Linked DNA regions of Mus musculus: region 1 is linked to region 2. Evidence: chromatin contacts called from public Hi-C data. All regions are on one chromosome and are shown on one strand. Each heading gives the region's core, a stretch centred on a gene start, on an enhancer-like site or on the middle of the called end of the contact. The rest is flanking DNA. Distances are from core to core; before and after follow the strand shown.

What was found. A called contact is a pair of places that touch in the nucleus more often than the background predicts.
Region 1: a contact with region 2 is called in a Hi-C map of cerebral cortex, with 2.9 times the contacts expected there. The contact joins two enhancer-like sites. A contact is called at or near these places in 4 of 484 Hi-C or Micro-C datasets (cerebral cortex, cortical neurons, embryonic stem cells and 1 more).

The regions. Positions count from the first base shown.
Region 1 is chr14:33,293,491-33,298,894 of GRCm38.p6, forward strand. Arhgap22 (Rho GTPase activating protein 22) reads left to right here. Exons shown (of 11, transcript NM_153800.4): 4 at 5,214-5,301. Among named protein-coding and RNA genes, the nearest start is that of Gm41130, 64 kb to the left of the region's middle. Within about 2 kb of position 3,746, at least 29 of the 459 cell types and tissues checked have an H3K27ac peak or open chromatin away from gene starts, as enhancers often do. A contact at or near this core is called in cerebral cortex, where this site is marked.
Region 2 is chr14:32,954,413-32,959,704 of GRCm38.p6, forward strand. Wdfy4 (WD repeat and FYVE domain containing 4) reads right to left here. Exons shown (of 59, transcript NM_001146022.2): 59 at 5,135-5,292. Among named protein-coding and RNA genes, the nearest start is that of Lrrc18, 34 kb to the right of the region's middle. Within about 2 kb of position 2,314, at least 23 of the 459 cell types and tissues checked have an H3K27ac peak or open chromatin away from gene starts, as enhancers often do. A contact at or near this core is called in cerebral cortex, where this site is marked.

The DNA of each region.
Region 1 (5,404 bases), core at 2,496-4,995, 340 kb after region 2:
CCTGAGTGCTGGGATTAAAAGGCGTGCACCACCACGCCCGGCATGAGTCTATTTTTGAACTGTCTATTCTGTTTAGTTGATTTACTTGATGTCAGTATCTTATTTTGATCATTCATTGTACTTTTATAATATGTCTCATTATAGTTTTAGATCTCCAATTTTGCTATTCTGTTTCAAAGGTGTCTCCTTGTTCTAAGCCCTTTCTGGTTTTCTATGCACCTCCCCAGCAATGGGATGGCAAGCACACAGTACTGTGCGTGCTTGTCTTTATGTGGGTTCTGGAGTATCAAACTCAAGGCTTCATGCTTGCATGGCAGGCACTTACCAAACAAACAGTCTCTGTAGCCTCTTTGTCCTTGTCTTAGCATTTCAGTGTAGAGGTCTTCCAGCTCTTGGTTACGTTAATGGCTAGGTATTTACAATTTTTATTCAAAGAACTCATACACAGCATTTACACCCTTCTACCCTTTCCTTTCCCCCCTTCCAACTCTTCCCTCAGATTTACATTGTTAAGTTATGGCTGAATGAAGCAGTTCGTTTTTTTTTTTTTTTTTTTTCAGTTTCTAAGCAAGTTTATTATTTGTGTGTAGAAAAGTCTCTGGAAGCAGAGAAGTGACTCCTGCAAGTTCTCTTCTGACCTCCACACACAACACGGACACACAACACAGACACACAACACGGACACACACACACTAAATACATATATAAAAATAAAAGAATAAAAGTTTTTTAGTTCCATCTTAGGATCTTTTCTCTGAGTCCTTGTTCTCAAGCTCACTAAGCATGTTTCCCTCTGAGGAGCTGAATTATTGTCAATCCCCCCGCCGTGTATGTCACTCACACACTACTCTGTACCTCAGGACTCTGGGTCTGGTTTGTAGCTTCTGTTGAATGAGCCAGCTGGAAAACATATCACTGGTCTCCCTCGGGTTTTCAGGTCTCTGAATTTTCACTGCCTCCTTAAAAAGCCTCCCCTGCTCAACTAACCCGCCTCCAAACTCTTGCCCTACAGAAGCCATTTGATAAACTGATGCTATAGTTTTAGGCTAAGTTTTGAGTGTGTTGGGTTGCTATAGATAACCAATAGACACAGAATCTGATATAGCAGACTTTCAGAATTTCAAACAGCCCCTAAGGATCACACTACACCCTAGGTTCCCATTGTGAGGGAACACGATAAGAAGTGAGCCTTGTCAATAAACCACTCCCCTTTGGTCTCTCCTTCATGGTAGCATTGTTTGTTGAAAGCCTGTGGGCACACAGCAAGAACACATAAGCTCTAGGGCCCTTCCTCCTTTCCCTAGTTCTAAACTAATCATGGGCATTGGCTGTTGGAAGATCTGCTCTGGGGCTTCCATTTAATACATCCTATAGATGATGAATTTGGGGAGAGGGGTTGAAACAGGGTCTGTCTATGTATTTTTAACTGTCTGGAACTCACGTAGACCAAACTGGCCTTAAACTAACAGATATTTGCCTGCCTCTACTTAGCAAATAATAGGATTAAAGGCATGTACCACCACCCCCAGCTAGATGATAGAGTTTTAAGTAAGCATTTTAATTTGCTGCTGTCAATAAAATATACTCTCACACAAAAGCAGGCTCGCCCTACCCACTTCCCAGAGCTCTGCTCTCCGTGTGCAGTTTCTAGAACTGGTCGGGCATTCTGGGTTCTCTGGCAAGATGTGCCAAGTCAGCTACAGCCTGTAGGAATGAGCTCAGACATGCAGGCTGAGAAAAACCTCCTGACAACCAATGTGCTCATGATAAGTTCAGACCCAGGGAAAGGATGAAGGGCCATGGAGCTTGTGTACTCTCTCTGTGTGCCCACAAGGCTTTCAACAAGGGATGCCACTCTAGTGCAGATCATGAGCTTCCAGAGCCCAAGCCCCACACTATTTTAAGAAGGCCAGTGGGGCCTTGCTAATGCTCATTAGAACACTCCCTCCTCCCCCGGAATATACCAAAAACTTTATGGTTGGGGCATTATCTGAGAGGTTAGAAATGGATACTCATTGTTCCTGTGACTTGCATGCCTAGGGCACAGAATTTCAACCGAAGTCCATATCGTCTCTCTAGAGTAGATCACGACCCATTGCCTTGCCACAGTGGGTCAGGGAGTTATTCTACAGGGGAGCAAATTTAAGTAAGGACTAAACTCATAGGAAAGGTACACACCCTTTCCTACTCTAGAGCAGCAGGTCTCAGAGTATTTCTGGGGCCACCAACATCAGCAAATTAAGCAGAAATACAGATCCAGCTACTTTCTACAAAGCCGTGGAATTCAAAACTCCAGGGTGGAGTCCCGTGCTACTCTGAACAGGCAGGCCTGTGGTGCACAATTGATTCACCCAGACCCTCAGTTAAATGAATCGTAGTGAAAGCAAAGGTGAGAATTCAGCTCTCATCTGCACCCCTTCTCATCTGGCTGCATTGACTGTGCCCGGTATTCTGAGATGATCACAAGAGGCAAATGCTAGAGTGAGTCTCGTCCCAACCCCACGTTCAGTGACATCATGAAAATGGCCATGAAGGAAAGAAACCTGTGTCCTACAGAGGACGGCAAACATGTAAGCTGGGTGTTTTGTCTTCTGTATTGTAAGACTACACAAGCAAGCCCTCTGTGTTCAACAAGCTCTGCGGTAGCTTGGGAGACAAGGTCAAGGTTGTTATAGGAATTCTTCTTTGTTAGACTCCTTACAGACACATTCACCATAGTGTTAACACACACCACACCACCGAACAGGAGAGCAGACTTCTTGGGACCACCACAACCTGCCCTACTCCAGTACCCTCAGATCAAAGCTTCAGTCCTAACCTTGGGGAGGCTCGGGGTATTGGGTGAAGCCACAGGTTTGGTGTCAAGGTCCCTTGCAGTGACAGGGCCACACAGGGATTAGGTGGAGGTACAAAGGGACTTATAGACCCCAAAATCCCCATCTGGCTCTCCCGCAGCAGCTTCTTGGAAGCTGGCTGAGTTGTTGGGAAGCTGCTGTCACAATGGGGAGCAGGATGGGAAGTGACAGCTCAAATCCCAGGTGGTAGCAGAGATGGGACTCTGCCCTTTGCCTCCCCCAACACCATCCTCTAGTGCAGCGAGGTATCAATAGCAGCACCTGCCCCGCAGAGCTTCTAGTCAATCATGTAGGCTAAGAGCCAGGAACATAGGACCATTTCCCACAACAGAAGCTATTTCTGCTTTTCCCTCTAGCCTCCATAAAGAGTGATGTCAGTGATGATACTGCTACTCCCATTGTGCGGATGACAGTTCCTGAAGCAGAGGGGAAACGCACAGCAATGTACCCCATCGCAGTGTCAGTTACGGAACGGAAACAGCATGTGCCGAGACCCAGTGATGGACCTCGCCCACGCCCTCTAATGAGCACGTTCTCCCATCCTGGGGCTGCTGTCCTAATTTATTCCCTGTAGCTCCAGGCTCCCTAGCAAGAATGCAACCAGTAATTCAGTTACAGCAATTACCAGCTGGATCCCTGGCTTACTGCTATAATTTCCCTAGAGCCAGCCTCTGTGGGTACAGATACCAGTCCGCCTTGATGTTGCTTAAATGAGAAGAGGCATCTCCATATGCTCCCGAGGCACAGATGCCAGCAGACATAAGGCTCCCATTGCCCTGCTAGAGCCAGAACTTGCCAAAAATGACTTGACTCTTCTTCAGGTTAATGTTCCCCACCCCCAGATTCCTTATCTGCGCAGCAGGATGTAGTCTACTGTGAGGACATTATAGGAATACACTAAAATGGTCCAGGCCCGAGAGTAGAGCGTCTGCTAGCAGGCACAGGAACGGGGGAGGGAAGTGTGGAAGCAGGCGCTGAGCCACCCACCTGGGATGTTTTCCCACCTGGTATGGAGCCCAGATGTAATAGAGAGGTTTGCTTCGCTAACACAGTTCTCAGCTCAGCATGATGGTACACACTTTTAATCATGGGCACTCAGGAGACAGAGGCAGAAAGATCTCTATGAGATTAAGGCCAACGTGGTCTACATGATGAGTTCCAGACCAGCCAGGGTTACATGGGGAAACCATGTCTCAGAACCAAGCACATACAGTTGTTCTCACTATGTGCCAGGACCTATGCTCAGGACATCTCAGATATCCCTCCATTTCTGCTCAGAACAGGAACTCCTAGGATGCACAGGTAGAGCAACTGAGGTACAGAGAAGGGACATGGTTTATCTAAAGCTGAGCCAGGCTTTCACCCTGAAGATCTGACCATGGGAATGGAGTTTAAACTCCACGGGGTTTTCCGTGGAGAGGATAGAGGTGTGAGTAGTCAGGCCACTTAGAGTGTGAGCTAAGCAAAGCTGAGCATGCGTGGCCTTAAGGAAATCCTCCAGATAGTAAGGAGGGCTCTGGCTGGCCTGTGTGTGAGAGAAGCAACACAGCATGCAGGATTTACCAAGCAGGAATCTAGCTTATGGAACTCTCTTACTGTTCCATTATACAGACATATAGACCGAGCTTCATAGAAAGCATCTAAGGGGGTCCTGGAGCCAATACACCGTGGATTCCAAAGGACAGCTGTGCTAGGCACTGTCAAGGCTGTGATGTTGTGCATGTTGGTGACTCCTGTTCTGTAGGTAAAGTGGAAAACCATCAGGCTGGAGATGCAGCTCAGTGGCAGAGCCCATGCCTGGAGAATGAGAGGCCCTGGGTTTGAGCTCCAGCACGGCAGTGATAATCTCCTAATAATTAATCGAATACACAAATAAAACCAAACGAGAAGTGAGTGAAGCCTCATCCTGCCTGACCACAGGGGATTGAACCCGCATAGATCTTGGATGCTGCCTGTCCCACGTGCCGCCTCCAGGGCTCTCCCCTCTTGCTCCACACATGGGATCCTACAGTGAATCTTTGGAATGGGGGGGGGGCAGGGAGGAATAGCAGGAGTACCCAGCTCTGTCCTCCTGGCTCTGGTCTTGTTTTGCCTAGTCTTACACTGGGAGTCCTGGCCCACCCTCTTGCGCCCACCCTTGTTGGAAGAGCCCCTCCCACCCTCCAGCTGAATGTGCAGATGGGGAGGGGGTCCTCTGTGCTTGGTCCTGTGCTGCAGAAAAGACACACATCCTTCTCACTGGCACCCAGCCTGCCTCAGCAGGAGAAGGGCTGGGCCCTGTCCTAGCACCTCCCCCCACTCCGAAGAGCCCTTTCCCAGACAGCTCGGGTTTCTTATTTGTGTTTGTCTCCATTTCAGGGATTTATTTCTCTACAAGGGACACAAGTGACCGAACTTCTTCCAGACCCTGAGGACCCAGGAAAGCACCTGTTTGAGATTACGCCAGGTAAGCCAAAGGGTGCCCGTGTGTGCTGAGATGGTCCCGGTGGCCCCCCATTGGGGCATGACTGTGCTCCTACCCCCAGAATCCTATGTCTTACAGGAGGGCT
Region 2 (5,292 bases), core at 1,064-3,563:
GAGAATGTGTTCAGGGTCTCATTTTGGGCATATGCTTCCTAGACAAAATTCACTTTCTGCCCTAGGACCCTGGTAAGGACAGATTCTTTCAGAGGGCCCCAGGGGTCCCAGGGACACTTGAATGCATAGCCAAGGCTTTCCTTTCCATCTATCTTTGTGTTAACTACACAAAGCCACAGACTGCATCCAACCTGTGGCTTCACAGATCACAGATGCATAAAGGGAGTTAGTGTTGAGAACAATGAAATGAGTGACATTGAAGACAAATACTGTGTATATAACCGAGTGGGTGAACTAGACAACCTGAGAGTGCTGCAGCAACAGGGAGCCATGTCACATCTCAGAGTGCTGCAGCAACGGGGAACCATGTCACATCTCAACGGGAACTCACACAGCTAGAGGCAGAGGGAGGGAAGGAGAGGCCAAGGCACCGGTCTCATTTCGGACTCTGTGTGAAAACTACATCTGCTCTCATGGCTGTTACTGCTTCCAAGGCCCATGCTCTGTACTAGGAGTTTCATACAATTATCATATTTAACTTTCAGAACAACCTACACATCATTAATTGCTTTTCCCCCCTGTGCTGTAAAACGACAATAAGAGGTTTTGTGTAACCCACAATGGCCACAGATTTTAAGGAACTCTGCCTGGGCTCAGCCCTTTTCTGTCAGTTTCTCAGCTTGGCATAGACTGTATACTCAATGGACCCCATGCAAGGCAGGTGACTGAACGGCTTGCCAAGTGCTTCAGTGGATGGTAGCATCATCTCTATCAGTAAGGACTCCTGTGCAGACCTCAGGCTGCAAAGCATCACTTTTATGGCACCTGTAGAGTGTTCTTTGCCCTTTCCCATCATGATGGGATCATGAAAGCTATTGTGGTACATTCCTGGTAAAAGATAGTGAAGAATCTTAGACAGGGGTGTTACGAGGATACAGCAGTTTGGCAGAGCTTAGCTCAGATCTCAGCTCAAGGCAAACACAAGTACTCTCTGAACCTCCAGGAACTTGGGGGCAGGAAGCAATTTGGGGTATCCTGCTGTTTACTGGGGAGGCTAACAAAGGCACTTCAGGAAGCTTGTCTTAAGAGAAAAACTGAAACCAAAGCACGCACACACAAACACACACACACACACACACACACACACACACACACACATGCCTGCAGTTGACACGCCCCCACGCACGAACACACCCCTACCTCCGTCTGACATGTGATATGTGCCCAAGAACTCACTGATAGAAAGCTGATTTGGGCTCAGCAAGATTTGATTTTTATGTTAAACAAATTTCATCTAGATTTCCATCTGAAGAGTCTATTCCTCCCCAAATGTGCCCTGCCTTGCTGCATTTTAATATGGGCAAATCCAATCTCTGAGTTCTCCACAGTCCCTGAGACTCGGTTCTCCATGATGGCTCCTGCTGCTGGTTTGGGTCAGGCAGTTTCTGTCACTTCCATGGACCGAGCTTCTCTCCTGGAACATGAAGGAATGAAAGATAGGGGCCAAGGTAGATCAGGAGGCCATGGCCTGTGAAAGATTGCCAGAAAGAACCTAGAAGTCCCTTGGTGGTCCCAAGACTCATGAGCCCTCTCTGAGACTCCATTGTTAAATGCCAGTCTTCTCTATATAAACAATTCATTTGTCATCTATATAGTCCTGATAGTCACCATTTGGTAAATACAAACACAAGACACCTGGTTAAAATTGAATCTCTCAGGTACAAGGAATATTTGGTGGGTGTGTGTGTGTCTCAGGTAAAGCCAGTCCTGTCCAGATTTACAGAAGGGTCTGTCCTGAGCCTTTGGGAGACAGCTGCCAGAACTCATGTGCCCATCATTATGCCAACCCTGTGCTTTCAGAGCAAGCCCTGTTCTCCTCAGTCCTCTAGTTAGGATGAGTCCAGCTGCACAGACTGCCTTGCCTCATCCCTCATAGGATGCAGCAGGCTGAGTGAGGATCAGGGCGTGCATTCTGAAACAAATCGCTGGACTAGCGCATGCCCCTGGAAGGTGACCAGAGCTGGCATGTCCCTGTGGAGTAGAGGCTCAAAGTGAGGTGAGTGGGACCCTTGTAACCAGTGTGGTAGGGGCCGCATGGCTGCTGGGCCAGAGCTGAGCAGATTACAGCGGGTGAAGTATGAGGTCCCTGACCTCAGAGGCTTTGGAACCACAAGCTAGTTGGCCAGCTGCGTGGCAGAGGTGACAGCCTCTTCATTCCATTCTGTCATGTTTCCTCATGTTTGAAGAGGAGGCCTCCCGTGTACAGTGCCAGGACTGCTGAGAGCCTGGCTCCCATCCCAGCGTGCTTCAGAAGCGGCACAATCCAGTGCGCACTTCTGCAGTGGCCTCAGATGTAGTGTGGGGAGCAAGTCTACGTGCTATCCTCACCCCTGTTGCTCCCTGCCTCCTGCCCCTCTTCCCAGCCTTGTCACAGAGCTCCAGCACAGGGGCTGGCTCAACAAGACACACTAGTGAGTGAACGGATGGACACATTATAAAGTGAAAGCTTGCAGCGTGCCATGGATGTCAGCCTGAGCTGGCTCCTTCCCCAAGCATTTCATTGTATTTATGATAAGTCATATATCACAGAATGTGCCTTACTCTATATTCTATCATTTTATTATACACTGAACACTATTTCAATCTCGTGACAAGTCCAAAGACAGACACCGGGGTCCTGTTTTACAGATGCAGAAACAAGCTGCGGTTGGCAGGAAGTAGAGACGCTAGTAGTGAATGGTCCCAGACCCGTCACCTACTCACTTAATGGAGTATTTCCAGCTCTGTCTCAGGTACCATCTGTGCCTACAGGCTTTTCATGGACCCTGCTCAGACCTCGGCAAGGCAGCAGGGATCTGGATAATTGTCTCTCCTTGTCCCCAGTAGCTGATGCTCCTGCTTTGACAGACTTCAGTTGTGGCTGTGATACCAAATCAGCTCTCTCTCTCTCATCCTCCCCAGGCATCTGCCCTGTCTCCCCTCCATCAGACCAGGGTGCCTAGTACCATGTGACTGAATGACTGAGGTCACTTAGGTCAGCAAGAACCTCCTGCTAAAGCTGCCACAAATGCCTGGCCTTAGCCTCTACTGGATCAGGGCCTCTCGACCTCACCCCAGCTCTGCTCTGTCTTCTCTAGTCCCCCACCTCACCCCAGGATGATCTACTGCCGATGCCTCAGGAGTCTGCAACCCAGACTCATCTTCCAGGGTTCAGGGACATCTGTGTCCTCCTCTGGATCAGTATGAAGCAGTTTTCCTCCTGCAGGTAACATGCATCCAAGACCCCATTGCCAGGTGCCACCAAATCTTCCCAGATCCACAGCAGTGGCCAGTTCTCCCATCTTGTCCCATTCTCCTCCACAGTACCCTATCTTCCTGCAGCTCCTCCCCATCCTCACAGTACCTCCATCAATTCCATGGTATCCATCTTTCCCTGGCCACATTCTATCCTGCACACATGACACCCCCACACAGTTCTCCTCTAACTTCCTCCACACATGGAGGGTGTTTGTTTGGACTCCAGCTTGTCACTCCTGGGACCATCAGCTCTGAGCTCTGCCACACAATCCTTGCCTAGCTGACTCTTGGGGAGCTGCTCCCTAAGGAGGGCCATCTCTGATCCTTGCTCTCACTCACACTGCCCTTCATCAGCCTCCAGCCCCTGGATAAAGGCAATAGCTTCCACTTTGGTCCATTGGCTCTTCTTTCCTGCAGCCTGACACGCCCAGAGCCTTCGCAAGGGATACTGATGGATTAGTATCCATTAGAACTGGTGTCATTCTAAGAAGATAGTAGGGTCCAGACAGGCAGAGGGAAGGCCACACAAGGATGCAGGATACAGGAGAAAGTGCCTTCTACAAGTCAGAGAGGCCCAGAAGGAAATGAACCTGTCTGCACCCTGGCTTTTGACTTCTAGCCCCCAGAATTATGAAATCATTTCTGTCACTTAAACTACCCAGCATGGGGTACTTTTACACCCCTGAGCTAACTGCAGCTAGAAGGTCGCCTGTGCCTACTCTATAGTATGGGATATCGTTTCTTATCACCTCGAGTCTCCCTTGTTTGCATCGACACCTTAGCCCTAAGACTCTAGCATGAAGACCCAAGCTTGTCTCCTCTTGTAGTTCAGACCCAGCAGGAGCAGGTTGAGGCTAGGCTGGCAAATCCCAGAACTATTTGATAGGGGGTGAATAGAAGCTAAAACTCTTACAGAATGAGTGGACTGAAGGCAGACTTTTGGCCAGCATACCTTTCGACTCTGTATAAATGCTAAAGATTGTGTTTTGAAAAATGCCTGCAGGCCCAGCCCTGATATTTATGGCATGCCTCTTGGCCTTCCTAAGGAGCAGTATTCTCTGCTGTTATATTTATAGCCCTCCGTGCAGACCCAGCCGGACAAGGGATTGCAAATGGACTGTCTGCTAATAGTGCATGCAGATGATGTGGGAAGTGGCATGATCCTTGATCCCAGGGTCAGACGAGAGCCCTTCCCATCCGGGGAGGCTGTCCTGGACCAAGGAATAGGCCCCTCCCCCAGCTTCCTCTATGCTGAACCCTAGAAGTTTACAGATACATCAGGATGGCCGGCCGTGCTCTTTTGCTGTTTCCGTGTCCACACACTGCTGCTCCTTCCTTAATATTTATCTTTAGGTCGACTTACTACTCCTTAATGGTGGGATGACTCAGAGCCATCAGACACCAAGTTCATTTTCCTACCACCCCTAAGCCCGGAGGACAGACAGCCACCAGAGCCTCTCCGGGCTTAGAGAAACATGAGGTGCCATACCCCTACTTGGGCCCTATGGGGGAAATGTCAGGAAAAGGACTGAGGAAGGCTGAGGGATTTACTCAATCCCTATTTCTCCAAGATGAGCAACGGCTCAAATCAGCATGAGGGGCACAGTGAAAAGACGGACAAGATGACCAAGACAGGGCCTGACTGGAAACCGCTACCTGCTTTTGTTGAGGTAAAGTTGAGGGAGGGATGCCCAGGCCTGGTGTATTGTTCTACCTGACACTCCTGCCAGGTGGCAGTCACATGTATGGCCTGTGGTGAGCAACAGTCTGCCCGGCAACTCCTCTCACTCCCAGGAGCCTTGCTGACGTGTAAGAATTCAGATGAAACCAGACAAGGTAACGCTCAAGCAGCCTTCCATTAGGAAAATGGAGTTTTAATAAAATAAAGACAGTGGGGTGGTTTCCATGAACCAATACCCACCCCCTCTTCTTTTCCCAGTGCAATAAGCCTTGGTGAAGTGAGCCACGTAGAAATTTCCCATGCAGCGTCAGTTT